Regions from separate parts of the Mus musculus genome. Here region 1 is linked to region 2. A link is a contact called in public Hi-C data. All regions are on one chromosome and are shown on one strand. The core of a region is the stretch at or near the end of the contact, and the rest is flanking DNA. Distances in the headings are between cores, read along the strand shown.

Evidence for each region. A called contact is a pair of places that touch in the nucleus more often than the background predicts.
Region 1: a contact with region 2 is called in a Hi-C map of rod photoreceptor, with 2.3 times the contacts expected there. The contact joins the enhancer-like site here to the promoter of Mfap3l in region 2. A contact is called at or near these places in 4 of 484 Hi-C or Micro-C datasets (cerebral cortex, neural progenitor cells and rod photoreceptor), 1 of 115 datasets of contacts at active chromatin or transcription factors (embryonic stem cells) and 3 of 9 other capture datasets (adipose tissue, liver and pancreatic islet).

Annotation. Positions count from the first base shown.
Region 1 is chr8:60,673,075-60,677,169 of GRCm38.p6, reverse strand. It overlaps Mfap3l (microfibrillar-associated protein 3-like), which reads right to left. Exons shown (of 3, transcript NM_027756.5): 3 at 439-4,095. Among named protein-coding and RNA genes, the nearest start is that of Mfap3l, 42 kb to the right of the region's middle. Within about 2 kb of position 1,654, at least 2 of the 459 cell types and tissues checked have an H3K27ac peak or open chromatin away from gene starts, as enhancers often do. A contact at or near this core is called in rod photoreceptor, where this site is marked.
Region 2 is chr8:60,630,760-60,634,736 of GRCm38.p6, reverse strand. Mfap3l (microfibrillar-associated protein 3-like) reads right to left here and starts at 1,912. Exons shown (of 3, transcript NM_027756.5): 1 at 1,679-1,912. It overlaps Gm34730 (a long non-coding RNA gene), which reads left to right and starts at 2,882. Exons shown (of 3, transcript XR_379010.3): 1 at 2,882-3,270.

The sequences.
Region 1 (4,095 bases), core at 405-2,904, 43 kb before region 2:
TTACTCACCCCACATGACATCTAAAAGGATTGGAGCTTTTGCAGTTTACTTGACCATGAAGAACCTACTCATTGAGTCTTTGGATTCAACCTTGGTCTGGTGGTGTTCAGGCGACTCAAAGAATTTCTACTACAGGTGCATTCTTTCTGTGTGATGCTTAAGATGTGTGAGTTTCCTGGTCCAGACTAATTCCAGAAGGATTCTCGAATTGATGGTATGGCTAAAATTTATATGGAAGAGATAAACTGCTCTATAAAGTTGGTCATGGTAGAACTGGGATATAGTTCTGAACTAGGATAGAAATGAATTCATTTTCCACATTTCCCAAGAAGCACTGCAGGTGCAAAAAAAAAAGTGGGGAAACAGATTTCATATCATTTGCAAGGTAGAATTCAGGTCACAATGCAATGCTCTTCAGGTAAGATATGACACATGACACACACCTGTGTAAACCCTTTATTAAAGCAACAATCAGACTACAGGATGGATCACAAGCCATGGTTTCTCTTTACTACAGTGATACCAACTTCTAGCTTAGTCATTTGTTTATACCTTTAAATTATTTCTTATTTCTTCCTGATACATCTTCTATCTCATTTCTCATTCCCAGTTTAACAAAGAATGTTCAGAACTAGTGAAGCACAGTAAACCAAAAAATAGATGCGAACATATTCTTTGAAACCAACTCACTGTTCATGGTTCTGTAGTATTAGAGATGCATTTTGAGGCTTTTATAATTGGTTAAATAATAAAAATTCATTTTCTCCATAATGATGCTCTTAGAATGATTTACTTTCTAGCTTTATTCTAGCTATCTTTAGTGATTTTAGTAGTCTCAGAGCTAGCCCCTTACATGCCCATTTTAAGGAAAAGAAAAGTCATTCAAAGAGCATACTTCTTACATGAGATTTTTTTGTATAATAATCAACCACTTAGTCTTTTGGAAAATATAATAATTATGTACTATTTGATTATTTTACTCACCAATGGTTTGTTTCATCAAAGCCTGTTAATCTCTGAAGAAATCATAAAAGGCTATTAATAAAATGAACTTCGTTATTGGTTTGAAGGCTTTATTGGTGAAATGTAAAATCAATATCTTAAAGTTAATATATGTTCAAAACTGTGTGTAAATACATAATGGAGTTTGAGTGATATTTAAAGACTACCAGTAAGTGTTTGAGAAGCAACAATAAAAACAAAATTTACTTATGGGGTTTCTGAGAGGATGTGCTAAGTCATATGGAGGAAAGCAGTTGAATGTACTGAGAAAACATTGTTTTAAAGAGACTTTGATGGTCTATTTCTTACCAAATGAAGACATGGGAAGGAAATCCCTAGTTCATGTAATCACTGGGACTGCCAGTTAAAAGTTCTAACACAGGAATAAACATACTACTTCAAAGTGTGTAAGAAAAAAGTAGCTGATTTGATTTTCTACAACATTTCTTCCAGTGCCACATGGGTATCCCCATAGTCACCACTATGCTGCACTAAATGTCCACCGTGCCTGTTCAAAACATGCAAGCATTCATTCATTCTTCATGCCCTACCCTTTGTGTGCAATAGAACTGAGCAGATGCCACAAGGCCAGTGAATGGCAACCTGAACCTGGGATTTAAAGCATGCCCCCAATCTGTTAATGTGATTTACCTAAGCCATAACTAGATTCATTCCTCTTGTGTTCTCACTGGCTCTCATTTGCCCTTTAGAAGGATGTGCTCAGTTAAAGAAGGGACAAATAAGATAACGAAGGGAAAGAGAGTCCGAGAGCCACTGTGTAGGATATCAGGCTTTTCAGTCTTCCTTGTGAAAAAGTAATGTTTGTAAGCACCCCAGACATTCTGGCTGTAATGACATGACAAAACAATGCTTGGCTTGGGTGGGAACATTCATGTATTTCTAGAGCAATTTATATACATTATGTATGACATATATCACATTTGGTTCCTAGAGATTTTAGTCAAGTATTAGTTTTTCTTTTTGCCAACTATGATGTACAAAAAGATGAGAACAACAGATATGCCCTAAAGATATGAAAATATAAATATATAAAACAAACCATTATAAATTACATAGATTTTTTTCCCCATATAAAATTTTGGGTATTTTTCCCATTCAGAATAAATACCATCCAAGTTTATAGATTATCTAAGAGAATTAAATATGCATATGTATGTGAATCATTTTCAGAATTTCAAGAAAAAAAATTGCTAGAGGTATAAGCAGGATGAGTCAGAGACCTGAAATTGATTTTTATTTTTAAAAGAATGACTACAGCAGATCCAAAGATTGGGATTGAATGTTGAGTGCTGGGATCGAATGTTACACTTTTAAAACTGCCCAAATGAGTCTGTTGCACGTGTGTGTGTGTGTGTGTGTGTGTGTGTGTGTGTGTATGTTCAATGGGACTCCATGAATAATTCTAAGAATGGGGTTCACTTCTGGGGGAAACGATCAGCTGAGTTGTTATGAGGCTTTCCACATTTCATATTCTTTCCACATTTCATATTCTATTCTCATTTTTGAAGGCTCTGCTGTGGAATATCCAGAGCATAGACTTTGGATAGAGAAATTCCATATGAAGCTAAGCTCCTTTTAAAGTAGGAGATTCTTATCCCAAGAACAGCTGGTGCCTTAAAGAGGAAGGTTTGAAAATTATCCCCTTACTCTCTATCCCACTGCAGGCTAAAGAATCCAAATCAAACTGGAAACATTCTTTGGCCATACATCTTATTTCATAGTAAATTGGCCTCCTTTAGCTTATAATCCTAAATCAGTATCTGTATGGAATGGGTACCTTGCCCTGCAGTTTCCATGAGGAATTCTACACATGGGTTTGGATAGAATGAGAACGGAATAGAATAGAGTTCACATATCATCACAAAACATTCAATAGTTAGTCCCTGTTGGTACTGTGGGCAGATATATCAAAAGTATTTTTCAATCTTCATGAAAATCATGGACTCTGTATATTCTAAGATCTGGGAATAAAATTTTTCTGTATGAAATTGCCCTCCAGAGAGCCCAAAAAGAAGTCATGGCTTCTTATAGCTGCAGGCTATAGGTTTCTTTAGGTGACCCATAAGATATTTCAATTAGGAATTTCTCATAAAGGGTAAATCTGATCAAACTCCAAGCCTGGTCAGATTGATTTCCACAGGAATTGTCTGTAGCCTTGTCCTGGTCATTTCCACAGACAATCCTACTATCCTCACTTACATATACCCCTGCTGTAGAGTGCAGATCACACACGAACCTCGCCTAATGTACCCACTTTTGTTCCCATTGACTTAAAAGGATTGATTATTACAGTTTAAAGACTTTCCATGATATTCTAAGGGGAGCTTCAAGGGGTGACCTACACTAGCGACCATTAGCAGCATAGTCTACTCCAACTCATATGAAAAAGACCAGTACCTCAGTAAGAAAGCAGTTGTCCATGGTCACTTCCTCTGATGGCAATCACATGGTCATTAAACATCTGGGTCTGTTTTGATAGCCCATGCAGCCTCTGAAGTTATAACTCCATCATGCCCATCACACACTATGTGGCTTCTGATCTCTGTTTTAAAGTTTCAGTCTCCCTTGTTTGTATTTAAAAATAAAATAACAGTACTCGTTATTCTTACCGAGATTAAATTTAAATCGGAGAAGAGGGCCTCATTATTTTCGGAGGGGAATGACTCTCGATTTTGTTGAAAAATGCTGTGATCCTTCTCATTTGAGTTAGTAATACAGCATTAAAAGTGGGGTCTCCAGAGATGAAAGCAAAACTCTTTAAAACTTCATATCATGAAAAGAGGCAAAAAAAAAAAAAGTTTAACTATTGGGTTCTTTTCTTCTGAATGTGATGCCATTAGGTGGGGGCGAGGTGCCCTCAGAGTTCATTCCAGGTTGCCCTGTCTTACAGAGAAGGAAACTGAGGCCCAGCCTTGCCAAAAGCCTGGCAGCTGGTTATTGGCACAGTCAAGTATTAAACCTGTGAATGGCTGGTTTGTGTTTTCTCTAATATCAAGCTACCTTACACATCCTGCATTTTAGTGGGACAAAGAATTGAATCATTTTAGGATAAAAGTCATCTAGGTTATTTTC
Region 2 (3,977 bases), core at 663-3,162:
AGAATGAATTCTAAGTTAGGCAAACACTACTATCTACATATTTCCTGAATTCATACAAACACACTTGCTTAATGACGCTATATGACTTGGGCTGAGACTGAACAATTTGGTTACTGCAAGTAGCTACTTGGCATTTAAGTGTCTGGAAGTTCTTGAAGAAAAATATTGAAAGCTCAAATTAAACAATAGCTGTGGTACTTAAATAGTCTTAAATTTTTCAATTGTTAGCCAAAAAGGGTGAGGAGTGGGGTTTGAATAAGGTCACATGAGTGTGAGGAGATTTATTTTTAAAAGAAATGGTCTGTTGTGTTCATCTAGTGTCACTAGCAAACCCAGGGGGCACAGAAGTACAAACCCAGCAACACTTGTAAGACCTAGGTGCTCAGCCCCCTGCTATCAATCAGAAAGACACAGCTAAGGAAAGATCCCACTTGTCTCTTTCTAAACAGCACAAGGCATAGCTAGGTGGAGCAATCAGGGCACATTGTAAACGTGGTGCATCACACAGAGCCAGGTAATGTAACCAGTCATGTGCTGGGCTCCTCAAACTTGTAAGTATTTTAATAGATGAATATGGGTAGCTGTAGGGGAAAACAGTAACATTACCTTAGAAGGTACAGATTGCATTTTTGTGCATTAGCTCACTGCCTGCAAACTACCTTGCTCTAATTTAGTCTCTCCTGAAAAACAATTCTTTTTCCATCTTGCAGATTTAATCCTGAACATTTTACTATGTTGAGTGTAGTAGCAACTTTAAAAAAAAAGTGTTTTGCCTGGGGGGGGGGGAGTGAGAAAACTTCAAAAACCACTGTTTCTGCAATGCTGATTCCAAGTTCCTAATATAAAGCTAGAGCAAATAAAGATTGCTACAGTAACCACACTTTGAACAAGTGTCTTTCAAAACAATGACGACGGAGCCATAATATTTTCTACAGGGTGAGCAGCTGATGTACCTGCAAACATCTTCTTTTCTTTTTTCCAGTTTGCTTTATAAACCTTGGAATTTGCGATCCCAGGCTAATTTAAAGAGGGAGACAAGCAATTCTCGGGCTTAAAAAGGATTGACTCGGCATTTACTTTTTTAGCCAAAGAAGGACGTTCCCCCATTCCAGGCCACCAGACAATTTGGTGTCAACTTGCTATGGTGGGAAATGCGACAAACTCCAAGAGCTCTCAAGACAAGGAAGCAGCTCTTAGCACCAGCTGCTTCCCACACTCCTGCAGCATCAGGACGCGGCGCTTCGGAGCTCCCCACGCCGCCTTCCGGGCAAAGGCCAGTACACCCTTCCCTGTCTGGGGAAACTGAGGCACCGTGACAAGAACGATCCACAGCTGGGCGAAGAGCCCTGTCTCTGCGTGGCATCCTCCTTCTCCCGGGAGATTGGGAAGGCTCTGTGCTAACGCGCTGTGGACAGCGCGCCCCTGGCCATCAGAAGGTTGTGGCACGAGCCTTGGACGCGACTGTCCCCAACCCGCCGGTCTCCGCCCTGCATGTACTTCCAGCATCCTGCGACCAGCCACGAGCTGGGAGAGCAGGGCACCTCCAGGCGCGTAGCCTCGCCAGCCCAGGCGTCCGAAAGTTCTGCAGCTCGGGCGGCCGCTGACCACAAACCCGGTGCGAGGCTCCCTCCTACTGTAGCCCGCCGCCCAGGCTCGCCCGCCCAGTGCCCTCACTGACCTGACACCGCTGCGCCACTCGGGTGGTCGCCGTGCACCTCTCGCCATGGCCACCCGGGGAGCTCTGCAGCACCGAGCGTGTACCAACCTCCTCCGCCGCCCGCGCCTCTTCTCGATGCGGGTTACGAGCCCCGCCGCCGGGAGCCGGAGCTTCCCACCTACGGGCTCCAGAGCCGGCGAGAGCCGAGCATGCCCAGTGCGGCTCCCGGCGGCGCCGAGGTCCGGTGCACTCTGCACAACCGGGTTTTCGCCGCAGCCGCGGCCCGGGGCGGGCCGCTGCGGGTGGTGGGCTCCGCCCACCCCGGGCTGGCCCTGCAGTCTGCAGGGAAGCATCGTGCTCAGAGAGCCCGGCCTCTGGGCGGGACCGGGCGGCCACTGGGCGGTGCTCCCGCGCTCCACCCTGCCTCTTCCTCCAGACTCAGTGGTGCTAGGGCAGCGTGACTGGTAATTGTGGGGAGGCAGGGCGCTGCCGGCGTTGTCACCTCAACTTTCCGGAGCGTCGCGTCTCAGTGGCGTTCAAGGACACGCAGGCAAAGGCGTCTTCGAATGTCATCTTGGATGCCACGGGCAACCAGCCTACCCACGCATTAACCAACCTAGTCTCTAAGGCTGTCTTGTCACAGCACCTCGCGAGCAGGAGCATATGGGGCCTCCTAGGCGGCCGGCCGCGCTGTCACAGCAAAAGCACAGTGGACGCCTCGAAGTGGCACGACAAGACACAGCAGGGTGTTTGCGGTGGATTCTGAGTGGTGTGGTTCCGCGAAAATTTATAAAACTGCCCCTTAAAATTATTTGCAGTTTCGACATTCTCTCTAAAGAGCAGTTAAGTTGTTCTGATGAGAAAAAATAAGTATTCTAAAAATATTTTTACCACCTACATAAGTTTTCTGTGAACAGTCCTGCAATATTAGTGGATCTCTCCCCTGCCATCCCACACGCATTTAAATATTATGTACCTATCATCTATCTTTCTGTCTGTCTATCTATCTATCTATCTATCTATCTATCTATCTATCTATCTATCTATCTATCTATCTATCTATCTATCTATCTATCATTCTATCTATCTATTTAAGGGAGATCTTGTCAGTTTCTGGGACAGTGACCAAGCTCTTCTTCCCTGGCTCTTCTATCCTGGCCCCCTCCGGCCACGCCCCACACCGTGTTTTTTTTTTTTTTTTTTTTAAGAAGGGTAGCCCCGCCCCCACACCTATGTTGGTCATAGGCTGCTGGAAAAACACGGAGAGTTGGATTAAGCAAATTAACGCTACTAAAGTGGCTCAGGCTGTCAGACCCCGCGTATTCCACTCTGAGTTAGGAACAGCTGTCAAGATGACAGGAAGCTGTTAACGGGATAGCAGTCGACCTCCTTCTCTGTGACTGACAAACCCAGAGGCAAAGTATTGTCTGTGACCTCAAGCCCTGAGTTCCGCCGCAGAAGTGGCTGCAGGCAACTGAGCATGCTCTGAACAGTGCCAGACTGCTGCACGTGGTTGCCTCTGGCATCTGGCTGCCCAAGGTTGAGGAACATCAAGACACCAGAGCTCAGAAGACAGGAGGAGGGAGCTGCCCTTACAGCAAGCAATAGCATGGGTACGTGGGACGAACGGACGAACGCTGGTGCAGAGGGATTTATGTGCCAATGGATGCACGGGCTCTCGTTTCTAAGCATATCAAAACCTAGTCCTTCTCCAAAAGCCTGAGAAATGGAAATCATACTTGAACATTAGTTTCCATAGCATCTTAGCTCAACGAACCTCCCTGCCTCTTTCAAAAACCTAATCCGTTCAAGTTTTCAGTAACCATTCTGTACAGTTGTAGCTGAGAACCACACGGAATCTGTCTCCCTTTGTTCCAGTCAGTCATGTGTATTCTTGTAAAGTATTTTGGTATTCGCTTTGGTTCTATTTCTTTTCCTACCCACTCCTTTTTATTTTTTCCTGTCGCAAACCTGCAGAATACTCCCGTTCTATCTTAGAAATACTCGCTGCAGCATGCTTGTGTGTTTAACCCTCAGTGACGGAAGACTGGAGTGGGAAAGGCTACAGGAAAAGAAAAAAAAGAGTGCAGGATCAAGATGAATAAATTCAGCGAGAAGGAGGGAGAGAGGGTATAAAGGGACAGCAGGGAAAGGGGTGGAAGAGGTGAAGGGAGAGAGAGAGACTGTGGCTCACTGGGTTAGAAGAATGACCAGTGAGGTTCGTTGAGATTCTAGGAAACAGCCCAAATGAGAGTGGCTCTTTATGTCAGCCCCAGTTTAGCTTCAGAGTGGTTCGGGTCACCCTGTCTAGTGAAACTTT